4 separate regions of the Mus musculus genome follow, and regions 1, 2 and 4 are each linked to region 3. The links are chromatin contacts, called in public promoter capture Hi-C maps. All regions are on one chromosome and are shown on one strand. The core of a region is the stretch at or near the end of the contact, and the rest is flanking DNA. Distances in the headings are between cores, read along the strand shown. Region 1 holds the start of Sgo2a (shugoshin 2A). Region 2 holds the start of Kctd18 (potassium channel tetramerisation domain containing 18). Region 3 holds the start of Tmem237 (transmembrane protein 237). Region 4 holds the start of 4930558J18Rik (RIKEN cDNA 4930558J18 gene).

What was found. Promoter capture Hi-C pulls out the DNA fragments that hold promoters and counts their contacts.
Region 1: a contact with region 3 is called in a promoter capture Hi-C map of pre-B cells, with 2.0 times the contacts expected there. The contact joins the promoter of Sgo2a here to the promoter of Tmem237 in region 3.
Region 2: a promoter capture Hi-C map of pre-B cells shows a contact between it and region 3, with 4 times the contacts expected there. The contact joins the promoter of Kctd18 here to the promoter of Tmem237 in region 3.
Region 4: a contact with region 3 is called in a promoter capture Hi-C map of pre-B cells, with 2.1 times the contacts expected there. The contact joins the promoter of 4930558J18Rik here to the promoter of Tmem237 in region 3. A contact is called at or near these places in 1 of 39 promoter capture datasets (pre-B cells), 1 of 484 Hi-C or Micro-C datasets (muscle stem cells) and 1 of 9 other capture datasets (liver).

Annotation. Positions count from the first base shown.
Region 1 is chr1:57,994,633-57,997,332 of GRCm38.p6, forward strand. It overlaps Sgo2a (shugoshin 2A), which reads left to right and starts at 1,342. Exons shown (of 9, transcript NM_199007.2): 1 at 1,342-1,680.
Region 2 is chr1:57,968,770-57,971,469 of GRCm38.p6, forward strand. Kctd18 (potassium channel tetramerisation domain containing 18) reads right to left here and starts at 1,315. Exons shown (of 7, transcript NM_001159864.1): 1 at 1,252-1,315.
Region 3 is chr1:59,118,427-59,121,126 of GRCm38.p6, forward strand. It overlaps Tmem237 (transmembrane protein 237), which reads right to left and starts at 1,380. Exons shown (of 13, transcript NM_001037812.3): 1 at 1,277-1,380. The coding sequence starts at 1,309. Mpp4 (membrane protein, palmitoylated 4 (MAGUK p55 subfamily member 4)) reads right to left here. Exons shown (of 22, transcript NM_145143.3): 22 at 2,509-2,700.
Region 4 is chr1:57,376,184-57,378,883 of GRCm38.p6, forward strand. It overlaps 4930558J18Rik (RIKEN cDNA 4930558J18 gene), which reads right to left and starts at 1,361. Exons shown (of 4, transcript NR_037999.1): 1 at 1,222-1,361. 1700066M21Rik (RIKEN cDNA 1700066M21 gene) reads left to right here and starts at 1,437. Exons shown (of 2, transcript NM_028546.1): 1 at 1,437-1,763. The coding sequence starts at 1,488.

The DNA of each region.
Region 1 (2,700 bases), core at 92-2,591, 1.1 Mb before region 3:
TCAACCGAGGAACAGAAAATGTGGTACATTTCTACAACAGAGCACTACTCAGCTATTTAAAAACAATGACTTCATGAAATTCTTAGACAAATGGATGGAACTAGAAAACCTGAGTGAGGTAACCCAGTCACAAAAGATCACACATGGTACACACTCACTGACAAGTAGATATTAGCCCAGAAGCTCAGAATACCCAAGATACAATTCACAGACCACATGAAGCTCAAGAAGAAGGAAGACCAAAGTGCTCCAGTGCTTCTTAGCAGGGGAAACAGGCTACTCACAGGAGGAAATACAGAGGCAAAGTGTGGAGCAGAGAATGAAGGAAAGGCCATCCAGAGACTGCCCCACCTAGGGATGACAAGGTTCTTTTTAAAAGATTTATTATTTTATATGTATATTTTGCCCGAATGTACGCATGCATGTATGTATGTACACCATATGCATATCTGGTGCCTGCAGAGGCCAGAAGAGGACATAAGATTCCCCAGAATTGGAGTTACAGATGGCTGTGAGCCACCATGTGAGTGCTGATAACTAAACCTGGGTCCTTTGCAACAAATGCTCATGACCTCTAAATGCCATATTTGTAGTATTTATTTATTTATTTAGGTTTTTCAAGACAGGGTTTCTCTGTGTAGCCCTGGCTGTCCTGGAACTCACTCTGTAGACAAGACTGGCCTCGAACTCAGAAATTTGCCTGCCTCTGCCTCCCAAGTGCTGGTATTAAAGGTTCCCAAGTGCTGGTATTAAAGGTATGCACCATCACTGCCTGGCTTCTATTTGTATTTTTAATATGATGGAACAGAGCAGTTTTTTAAAATATCGTTTCTCGAAATTCTACATATATATATTATTATTAACCTTTTGTAAAAAGAACCAAACTGACTTGAAAAATAAGACTAACACATTTTAAAATATAGTTGAAATAGTTTAAAATGCCACTCTGTGTACTCTGCTAAAATGGAGTATCATTGCAGCACTTCCAAGTGCAAAATTGAGAAAGGCTTTTAAGTGAAGTGTAAAGAAGCAAGGATCACAATTGGAAGGCAAGAATGCAGAAACTGGATGCAGACAAATAATCACACAGTGAACAACACAAAGCCCTGCGAAGGACTAGAGGTGCCTGCCAACCCTCAGAGTGTCCCTTTATCCGTGGTGAATGGCCCTCTCTGTCAGGGCTGGTGGAAATGGCTACCAGAAGCTCAGAGAGGCAAGGAGAACCTTTTCACGCTCGCTGCAGCCCGCCCGGCTCACCCAGCCACGCCCACTCGACCCTCTCCAGTACGTCCCGCCCCTTCCGTCTTCCACTTCCGGGTGGCAGCGCATCTTTGCGCCGCCTTCTCGGAATCTGATTGGCTGGAGCATAAACGCTAACTGCCGCGCAGTTTAAACCTGAATCCTGGTCTTCGCGGATTGTCGCGCTTCCCTGGCAAGTGTGGGCACCCACAGCTGAAGGGGTCGCTGGTAGGCGTGGACGAGGCCAGCGCGGCCAGCAAGGCCTGCGAAGCCGGAACCCTTCTCGGTAGCCACTCCTGGCGCCTCAGTCCTCGCCGCCGCGCGTCGGCTTGCAGGGCCGGGACGCGGAGCCGGGACGCGGAGCCGCCTTCGGATCGGGGCGGTAACCTCTGTTCTGACTTTGAGCTCCCAGCTGGGCGAGGGGTCGCCACTAGTTTTCAGGTCAGTACCTGGAGGGAAAGGGATCTAGGTCCTTGTGACCAGGTCTGAAACGGCTGCTTTCGTGTAGGTAAGGATGCACCTACACGCATCTCCAGGGTAGGGCTTCTGCCAGGCTTGTTTCGAACAGAGAACTAATAGCTTGGCCGGGATCTGGGTATTGGGAGCTGACACTTAGAAATGGAGATGTGCTATATGCTAGGGCGTGGCATGGGGGTCCACAGGAGGGAGGAAAGCAGGGTGTGTCATCAGGATCTGTTTATTCCCGCCCCCCTCAGAAGTGGGATCAAAGAATGAGAAGAGGTCACAGTAGAAGGTCTGCCACAGGGCTGTGGATGAGACGGGGGATTGGACTGGAGGGAAAGTTGAAGATCTGCAGCTAGCCTCCTTGTTTCCCTGCTCAGATTGTGAGGTGAAAACCTGCAATTAGCCTACCAGCTTCCCTGCGGTTTTATGGTTTGTTTGTTTGTTTTTGGTGGGGGGGGGGGGCGAAACTTTAGAACAGTTGAACTTTACTGTTGAAACGTTCCTAGTGAACTTCCTCCCCGTTGCAGAAATTCGCCCCCCGCCCCCAACCATCTTCTCGGTCATTTGCTTAACAGCTTTCCACATCTGCTCAATGCTTTCAAACATGACCATTTCAACATTGGGCAGATTTTTTTTCTACTGAGAAGTTCTTTCATGTGTTCATATATATTTCTATTAGAAATGTTTATCCAAGGAGCTGCTATGTGCCAGGCACTAAGAGTTCAGCAGAAAACACATTTAATAGAAACTTCTGCCTGTCAGCATTACCCTAATCTCTGCTCTTCTCCGTGAAGATGTTTGTGATGGCGTTAGGGATGCCTAGATAAATAAGAATCTTTTCATTGGATCCTTATACTAGATCTGCAGACTATGTATAGATTGAGAATTGCAGGTACCTGACTAGGTCACTTTGTAGCCTACTATAGGACCGCTTCCGGGTTGGGAAGAGTTGGAGGGCAGTTAGGGTGAGGAAGGTAAAGATAATGAGGAATCTTG
Region 2 (2,700 bases), core at 65-2,564, 1.1 Mb before region 3:
ACACTTTCATAGTAAGTGAAAAACTTACTGCTAAACTCAACTGAATCCATGCCAATTCAGTGTTACTAAATGATCAACTAAAATCCTTCCCCACAGACACCAACTTCACCATATGCCATTATGAATCTGAGAAAAGGACAATAGACAAAATTCATTAGGAACCCAACAAGGTCCAGGCCTCCAAAAACACTTACTGGCGTGACCTCCTGCTGCCTTAAAGTCCTGGAAGTAGCACTCTAACCAATCATGAAGCAGAGCAACCAACTGGTTCACACTGTTCACAGACACCTGCTCTCTAGAATTTTCTCATGTTCGTACATAAAGATTCATCTCTTGCAAGATCTTTCTGCGCGGAATTGGTACCCCTGCACAACAAACTCTCATACAGATCTTACACCATGTGTTTAAATCTCTATTTTTTTTTAATTTTTATTTTGTCCATAAGCCCAATAAAAGCAAAGGCACTGCCATTCTTAGTAATCTCCATTTACTGAATGCTTATTGTGTATCTGACACTGTGAAGAAACATTACCTAATTCATAGAAAAACTTTATCATACAAATTTTACTGTCCCTACTAACACAGAACACTAGGGGCAAAAAATTCACTGATGTGTGTGGTGTCTACACAGACTTGCCTGATAATAAGCAGTGGAGCCTGTCACAACCCAGGGCAGCCAGGTGAACCAGAAGGGCCAGCTTCAGGTTCTCACGGATGCTCCCACAGACCATCCCTTTAACACAACTTCCACCTGGTTTAGGCCCTTCACTGACTATCAGCTGCCATTTGGGGACCGCAGCCCAAGGCCAGGCCCCGTGATGACACTCCTCGATGCACCCACTGAGGACTCTGTTGTGAGAAGGCAGGGTTCCCGCACGATGCACCAAACCGTCGAGGATGTCTGCTGAAAAGGCAGACTCCCGGCCACATCAGGGTCTGATTCACAAAGTCTGAGAGGTGGGGACGGGCGCCGACTACACTTTTGAGAAACACAGCTCATGGGGCTCACGCCCCTTCGCCACGGCTGGACAAAACCGGGAAAGATGGGGAATCACCAGGCCCCGCCAAAGTCTTCCTGGGCCAGCGGACCCCAATTCGGTCTACAACGAAGCCTGGTACCCAAAGCGCCCGTTTCATCAGAGAGGCCGGCCGGGGCCTCCCTCAGGATGCCCCGCAAGGCTTCGGGGCCCGCCACCCACCCGGAGCCCGGTTCCTCCACACCGGCGGGCGGAGCGGCGACTGCTTACTGACCTGCGGCCGCCAGTCCCTGGGCGCAGCCGCCCAACGCAGCCGGGCCCGGACGCGGAAGTAAGCCGTCGCCTACTCGGATGCTCCACGATTGGTAGAGCGGAGCAACCCGCGGCGCCCCCGTGCGGTCCCAACGTGCAGTGCGCCAAAAGGGAGGCCTCGCCCCGGACCCGCCCCGCCCACGGGACGGCGGTGGCCACGCCCCAAGAACGTTCCTGAATTTTCCCGGAGTCTAGGCCCCTCTGGTGGAACAGGATGTTTTCCAGCCCCAGGGGAAGCTACTCCATTAACATATTAGAACTTGGATCTACCCATTTGCATAGTTTGTGGCGTGCAAAGCTTTTCCACAAGGCACACTTTATACCTGTAAAAGATGGTGGTTGGTTTCTAAAAATATTTATTAAATCTTTGGAAATTTCATACATCAGAATTAAGATGGTAGTTTTATTCTTGTTACAGGAAGGAAAACCGAGGAGGGAGGACAACCCTCCATTCAACATTCTTGCACACCCAGCACTGTATTAAGTCGCTTGTAGAACTATTTAATTTCTTCTTAATAAAACCCCCATAACACTTAAATCTTCCAACTGTATAGGGCTATGTATTTCAAGATGAGTGAAACAGTCCTGTTTTCCGGGCACTTCGCTCCTTACTAGATTCTAAAGTCCTCTTTTACAGGTCTTAGGAAAGAAGCCAGCCAGAAGTATGGCAGCCTGCCCTTCAGCTAAAAAGTCTTGGGAGACAGGGAAGGTTTGTTCAAGCTGCCGTGATTTCTCACAGGATAGAGACCAGGCTCTGAGAATGGAGCGCTGGCCAAGACAGTGTCAATAGTTTACATTTTAGTATTTTTAATCACTGTAACCAAAAGACCTGACACACACAACTTAAAGGAGTGAGGGTTTATTTTGGCCCTGAGTTTCAAAGGTATCAGTTCCTAACAGCAGGGAGCATAGAGTCCCAACCCATGGGATGACGCTAGCCAATTCAAAGTAGTATTTCCCTAACAGTAGTCCTCTCTCCAAATGCCCACGTAGACACATGTAGGCATTTGCCTCACCTATCTTATCTGGGAAAAAAAAAATTCTGCATTTTAAGCATAGCTGATCGATCAGCTTTCCTAGTGTGGTGTGAAAGTAGACATAGACAATGAAAGAAACTGAATTGAGCAGTGCTGTATTTCAGCTTTATATGGGCAGTGAAAGTAAATTTTCTTATTGCATGAGTCAGGAAATATTCTTCAAAATGAGATTTCTTTTTTTTTTGTAACATTAAAATATGTAGTATGTATTCTTAGATCATGGACTGTAGAAAGCCCATGGCTGCCTCCTCTTCCTCCTCTTTGGGGCGGGGGTGGGGGTCAAAACAGACACCAATCAAAATAGTTACAGAGGATAATGGCTACCTCAGAGTAGAGGCAGGGCAACGTTGAGTTGAAATGAATGAAGCTTGAAT
Region 3 (2,700 bases), core at 130-2,629:
TGTGTCTGTGCATGCATGTGTGTGCATGCATGTGCATGTGTGTTTGCATACAATAAATAACCATATATAAGGAATGAAGAGTGATGTTTTACTTAGGGAAAGCCTCTTTGATGTTATCTGAGCTGAGCCCTTCCTGACAAAGGTGCCAAATTTACAGGGAATGAGGAGCACATGTTAAGGCTTTCAAGAAAGACAGGGCATGAAGGGCTCCAGGTAAAGAGCAGCCAGGCAGAAACCAGTGACACAGGACAGAAGGCAGACGTCAGATTAACTATGACCTCGCAGACTAGCAGAAGGAATACGGATTTAGTTCTATTAACTAGGAAGCCAACTAAGGTTTTATGCCACAGAGTAACATGCTTTTTTTTTAAGTTACTTTAAATAGAAATAGGTAACATATTTTAGAACAGGAAGTATTTGGGGCTGGTGTAGTTTACCCTGTTCTTACTTAAGAAAAGTCCTGCTTGCAAGCTCAGGAAGCATTAGTTAAGCATTCTGAAAATTTTCAAAATAGATGGCTTAGCCATTAAGAGCAGTTACTGCTCATGCAGCAGACCTGGGTTTAGTTCCCAGCACCCACAAAGCACCAGTAATTCCAGTTCCAGGGAAATGGACAGCCTCTTCAGGTTTCTGTGAGCAACAGGCACACAAGTGGTTCATATATTGGCAAAACACTCAAAACAAATACATTTTTTTTTTTTGGTTTTTTTGAGACGGGGTTTCTCTGTATAGCCCTGGCTGTCCTGGAACTCACTCTATAGACCAGGCTGGCCTTGAACTCAGAAATCCACCTGCCTCTGCCTTCCAAGTGCTGGGATTAAAGGCGTGCGCCACCACTGTCCGGCTACAAATACACCTTTAAAAGAATTGATCTCTAAGAGCAGTGCCTAGACGTCGATTTATTAGCTCGGGTATTTCATGCTGCTTATGGAAGGCACTGATTCCAAAGGCTCACATTTTAGATATTCTTGCTTGTCCCATTTCGCAATCCATGGTTGTATTCACTCAAACAAATTCGTGAGAATGCTACAAAATTAGGACACTGACGATGTCCTAATGGAATCCAGCAGTCAAAATGACAACTGGAATAGAATGGTGGTCCTACAAAAGCACTACTATTCTCAAGATGCTATGAAAGTGGGACCCAGTCCTCTTGGTATTTCAAAAGTCCCGCAAAAATGAACCATCTCACCCATCTAGAAACCGCACCTCTAAGCCCCTCAAAAGAAGAACCGCTGAACAGGCGGAGACTAAATTCCCAACAGCTCAAAAGTACCTGAGGCTCGCTAACCACCTGCTTCTTCCCCATCACGTCTCCAGGGACCGCAGCAGAGCTCAGGGCACCACAGCCGCCCGCCCCGCCCCGGTCCGGCCCGCCCCGCCCCTCCTGCCCAGGCGCGCAGGCGCAGAGCGTCATCGGGCTGCGCCTCATGGCTGCTGGGCCCGGAGCGTCCCCACCCGTCCCACGGGAGGTATTGGGGCTACCGGAGCCGAACCCAATCTGACCCCTTCGAACTAGGAAAACCTCAGCGTCGGCCGGCGTCCCCAGGAGCGGAGGGGGTTCACCCACAGTTTCCCGGGAGGTCATCGTGGTTTGCGTGGGGGTGGGCACGGCGGGACCAGACTCGTATTCAAACTCCCCACCGGAACATCCTCCTCTCTGACCGAGAGCCGCCCGGAGGCGTCGCCATGGCAACGCTGACTAGGGCGCCCGGATGTTGGGTGGACCTGATCGCCTTTTGCGGGGCCCGCCCTGATGTACAGCCCCGGTCCGCCCCCGCCGCACCCCTCGGGCAGTGCTGTCCCCAGATTCCCGGCTCGGCGGTGGTCACTGCTGGTTAGGACACCTCCACTTCGCCACACTCCGGGCCAGGCGCCCCTCGTCGCTCACCGCTTGGTCCTCCTCCAGCGGAGGCCCTGAGTCGTCCCTCATGATGCTTTCCCGCGGGCCTCCCTAGGCGCAACCGCCGGAGCCCGAGGCCGGCTTCCCGCGACGCCCGGCCTCCGGGGACTTGTGGGAGGAGGCGGCTTTGCGGAGCCTGGAGAGGCCGGCGTCCCCCACCTGGTTCCCGTCTGCCAGGGTGCTGCCTGGAGGGAGATCTGTATGACTGAAACAGCGAGGATCTCTTTCACTGGCCTGCCCAGTTTCCTAGATTCCCTGTAGGCCTAGGAGTATAATCTGAATGTTCAGTTCTGATAGTTCCTTCAGTGGGAACAGTTATAGTTTAAAATAGGTAGAATGGAGGGAAGTGTGGATATAAAGAAGATGAACAGACATGGGTGCAGTGGAGCTTCGGATCTAGGGAGACCAAGACTGTATCAACATCCTCGTTTTGGAGCTCATATACAGGCTCCAGGACTAGTCCACTTTGCTGATTTGGAAATAACAGTGTCATAGGTTTCCTTATTAGATAAATGTGTACTTGTTAACCGCTCTTAGCTTAGTTAGTCAACTAGGCACTTTTGTAAAATATAAACAGAAATAAGAAAATATTTTACAAAGTAAAATACAGTTTGTCATTAAGTAGACTGGTTTATTTAGAAGAGTTACATCTTACAAAACACCATATGAAATCTATAAAATGCTCACATTCAGTGACAACATTGTCACATACCTGCCATTAGCTCATATGGGGAAACATCGGGAAAATGCCTGAGAGCCAAATGAGTAGCTCTGTATATGTATAGGATGCTATTTAT
Region 4 (2,700 bases), core at 111-2,610, 1.7 Mb before region 3:
GTAATTGGTAAAGCATACCTCTATAAAGACACTAAGAAAATGTACAGAGCAATTATACTTTGTTAACAAATACAAGAAATTTAAAATTAGAATAAGGCTTGGGATATGACCTAGTTGGTAAGGTGCCTGCCTCTTTCCCCAAAGCATGGGGGCTGAATTGGATCCCCAGCATCCACAAAACAGAGAACCCAGTAGCTGGGAAGTTAGAAACAGGCAAACCATTGGGGGCTTCTTGGCTAGCCCAGTCTAGCCTAATCCATGAGCTTCAGGTTCAGCAAGATGCTGTCAAACAATAAACTAATCAATAAAAAATTTTAAAAGATGGAGTGTGAGGAATGTACTGTGATACAAAAAAACTGCTCTCACCTTAAAGATGAGCCACATATCAGTTAGCTCAAGTTTTACAGTATCAAAATAGAAAATATTATATAATTTAAGACTTTGAAAATAAGATAACAGACAGAAAATTTCTGCTATAGGCCTCTAATATAAGTCTTAGCTTCTGGGCTGGTGGAAGCTAAGCTAATACATTTCAAAGGTTTCATCTGATACTCACTAGTATGCTGGCTGTTTAGGTACACAGGTTAGCTAGGAAAGGCTATTAATTAAAAGAGCGAAAGACAGCTCAAGATAATTTTTAATCAGGGTTTGAACTTACAACATAATTTCTCCCCAGTCATTTAAGTTCTAATCAGCTAATCACTCCTGCAGAAACTTCAAGTTTCAACTTCTTTCCAGGAATCTCCTTTACACCCAAAGTCACTTCAAGCCCACAGCAGCAAACAGATGCATGTGCGTGTCCGATGTGCACACACAATGTTAAAACAAGATTCACTTTTCCCACCTTTAGCATAAATTTGGCCCAGTCCTATTTCTACACAACTTTAAGTAAGAAGTTGCTATTTCCACGACTTTCCTATACTTTTCAACGTGGTTTCAAAACCCTAAATCGGAAATTCGATAAGCTGTAAACACCCCTACAGTAAATGTGTGAACAAGTAGGCCTTTTCTCTATCTTCCCTAAGGTAAGTGTCCAGCTCTCTCTCTCTACCAACTAGGAATGTGCTAGACTTGGTGTGGAGCCAGAAATTCCCTAACTAGGTAACTTCGGGACATAGGGGATTCTTTTCATTCTGAGCAAGTACAAGACTTTCAGAACCATTCTTCTTTACCTTGGACTAAATTAACAAAGACACATCTTCACCGTGAGGATGAACCTACCAAAGCTTTTATACAGAACCCGAGGAAACTCTGACCCTGAGCAGCTGCTGCTGTGCATGGGCCCAACCTGCGGGCTCTTCCACGTCCGTTCGAACTTCCCGGCCGGGGCTGAGTCCGCCAACCACAAACGTCCTTCCTCCAGCCGCGCCCTCCGCTCCCCCTCCCTCCGGACGCACGCGGCGTGCTGACGTCACGGCGACCGAAGCCGTTGGGCAGCCGAGGCCCCGCCCTCGCTGCCGGGTGAGCGGCCCTGGCGGCTCGAGCCCATGCTGGGGTCGCGGCGTCTGCGGTCCCCCGCGCTGGTGCTGCTGCTGCTGCGGCCGCTGCTCGCTTCCGGAGACTCCGCGTCCCGCCTGCAGACCCGAGCCATGAACCCGGGCGGCGGTGAGCGGGGCTCCCCGGAGGACAGCCACCGTCTGCAGCGCTCCACGGTGCCGGGCTCCGACCCGCAGCGCAGCAACGAACTGCTCCTGCTGACATCCCGGGAAGGAGATTCCCCGGAGCAGCGGCACCACGTCCTCTACTTCCCTGGGGACGTGCAGGTAACGCGGGGCCAGGCCTCCCCGACACGCCCACACGGGTTCTCATACGATGGGGGTGCGGGGCGCGCCCCCGTTCCTGCCAGAGCCCCATCCGGGGAAGGGGCCTTGGAGGGCCACGGTCTCCAGAGAGCGGCTGTCAGTCCAGGTGCCACTGGGTGGAAGGAGAGGCGCGACAGGGAGTGGGACAGCCACGCACAGCTCCAGCCTGCTCTCAGAGGACTGTGTGTGTGCTGGGCACTGGACTGTTTAGAAAACGCTGACTGACCAAATAAAATACATCCGTTGCTAAAGTGACCTTTCCAGTAACCCTAAAACACAGCAGTGGAAGGGATGCAATCGTCAAGAATGCTAATGATACTGAGAGGCCCATTTGAATTCAACTCATCTGTGTGCTTCCTGTTACTGGTTTTTATAGCTGCAGACATACGTCTTTGCTGAAGCTGTCCTGGAAGCTGGGTTTTAATGTAAAACTGCATCGTGCAGTGGATACATTAGCCGCGTGAGAGTATCTGAACAAGTTAAAATGAAAAGGCAGCGTTCTCTGTCTCACTAGTTGTATTGCCAAGTGTTGAGTCACCACAGGTGACTTGCTTGTACCCCGTTGGACAGCGCAGATACAGTTGGCATTTACATTGAAAATCAATTATCCCAGAGCGTTGTTAGCACTAGGGTAGATATTCAAGTTAGAATATAGCTAGATGGTTTCCTCATACTAGAAAACTGTTATTGTTTTGAAATTGGTGCTTTAAAATGATACACCAAAAAATCTATTTTCTCTTGCTGTTTTCTCTCAAATCAGTTGACTTGACTAGTTGACTGCTAATGGAAACTAGCAAAAACCCAAATTTAGGTTCAAGAAAATCTCATTTTGGTGCCTTTATTCCCAGATTGAAAACAAGTGTGTTGCTTCTGCTTCCTGCGACTTGTGACCAACTAC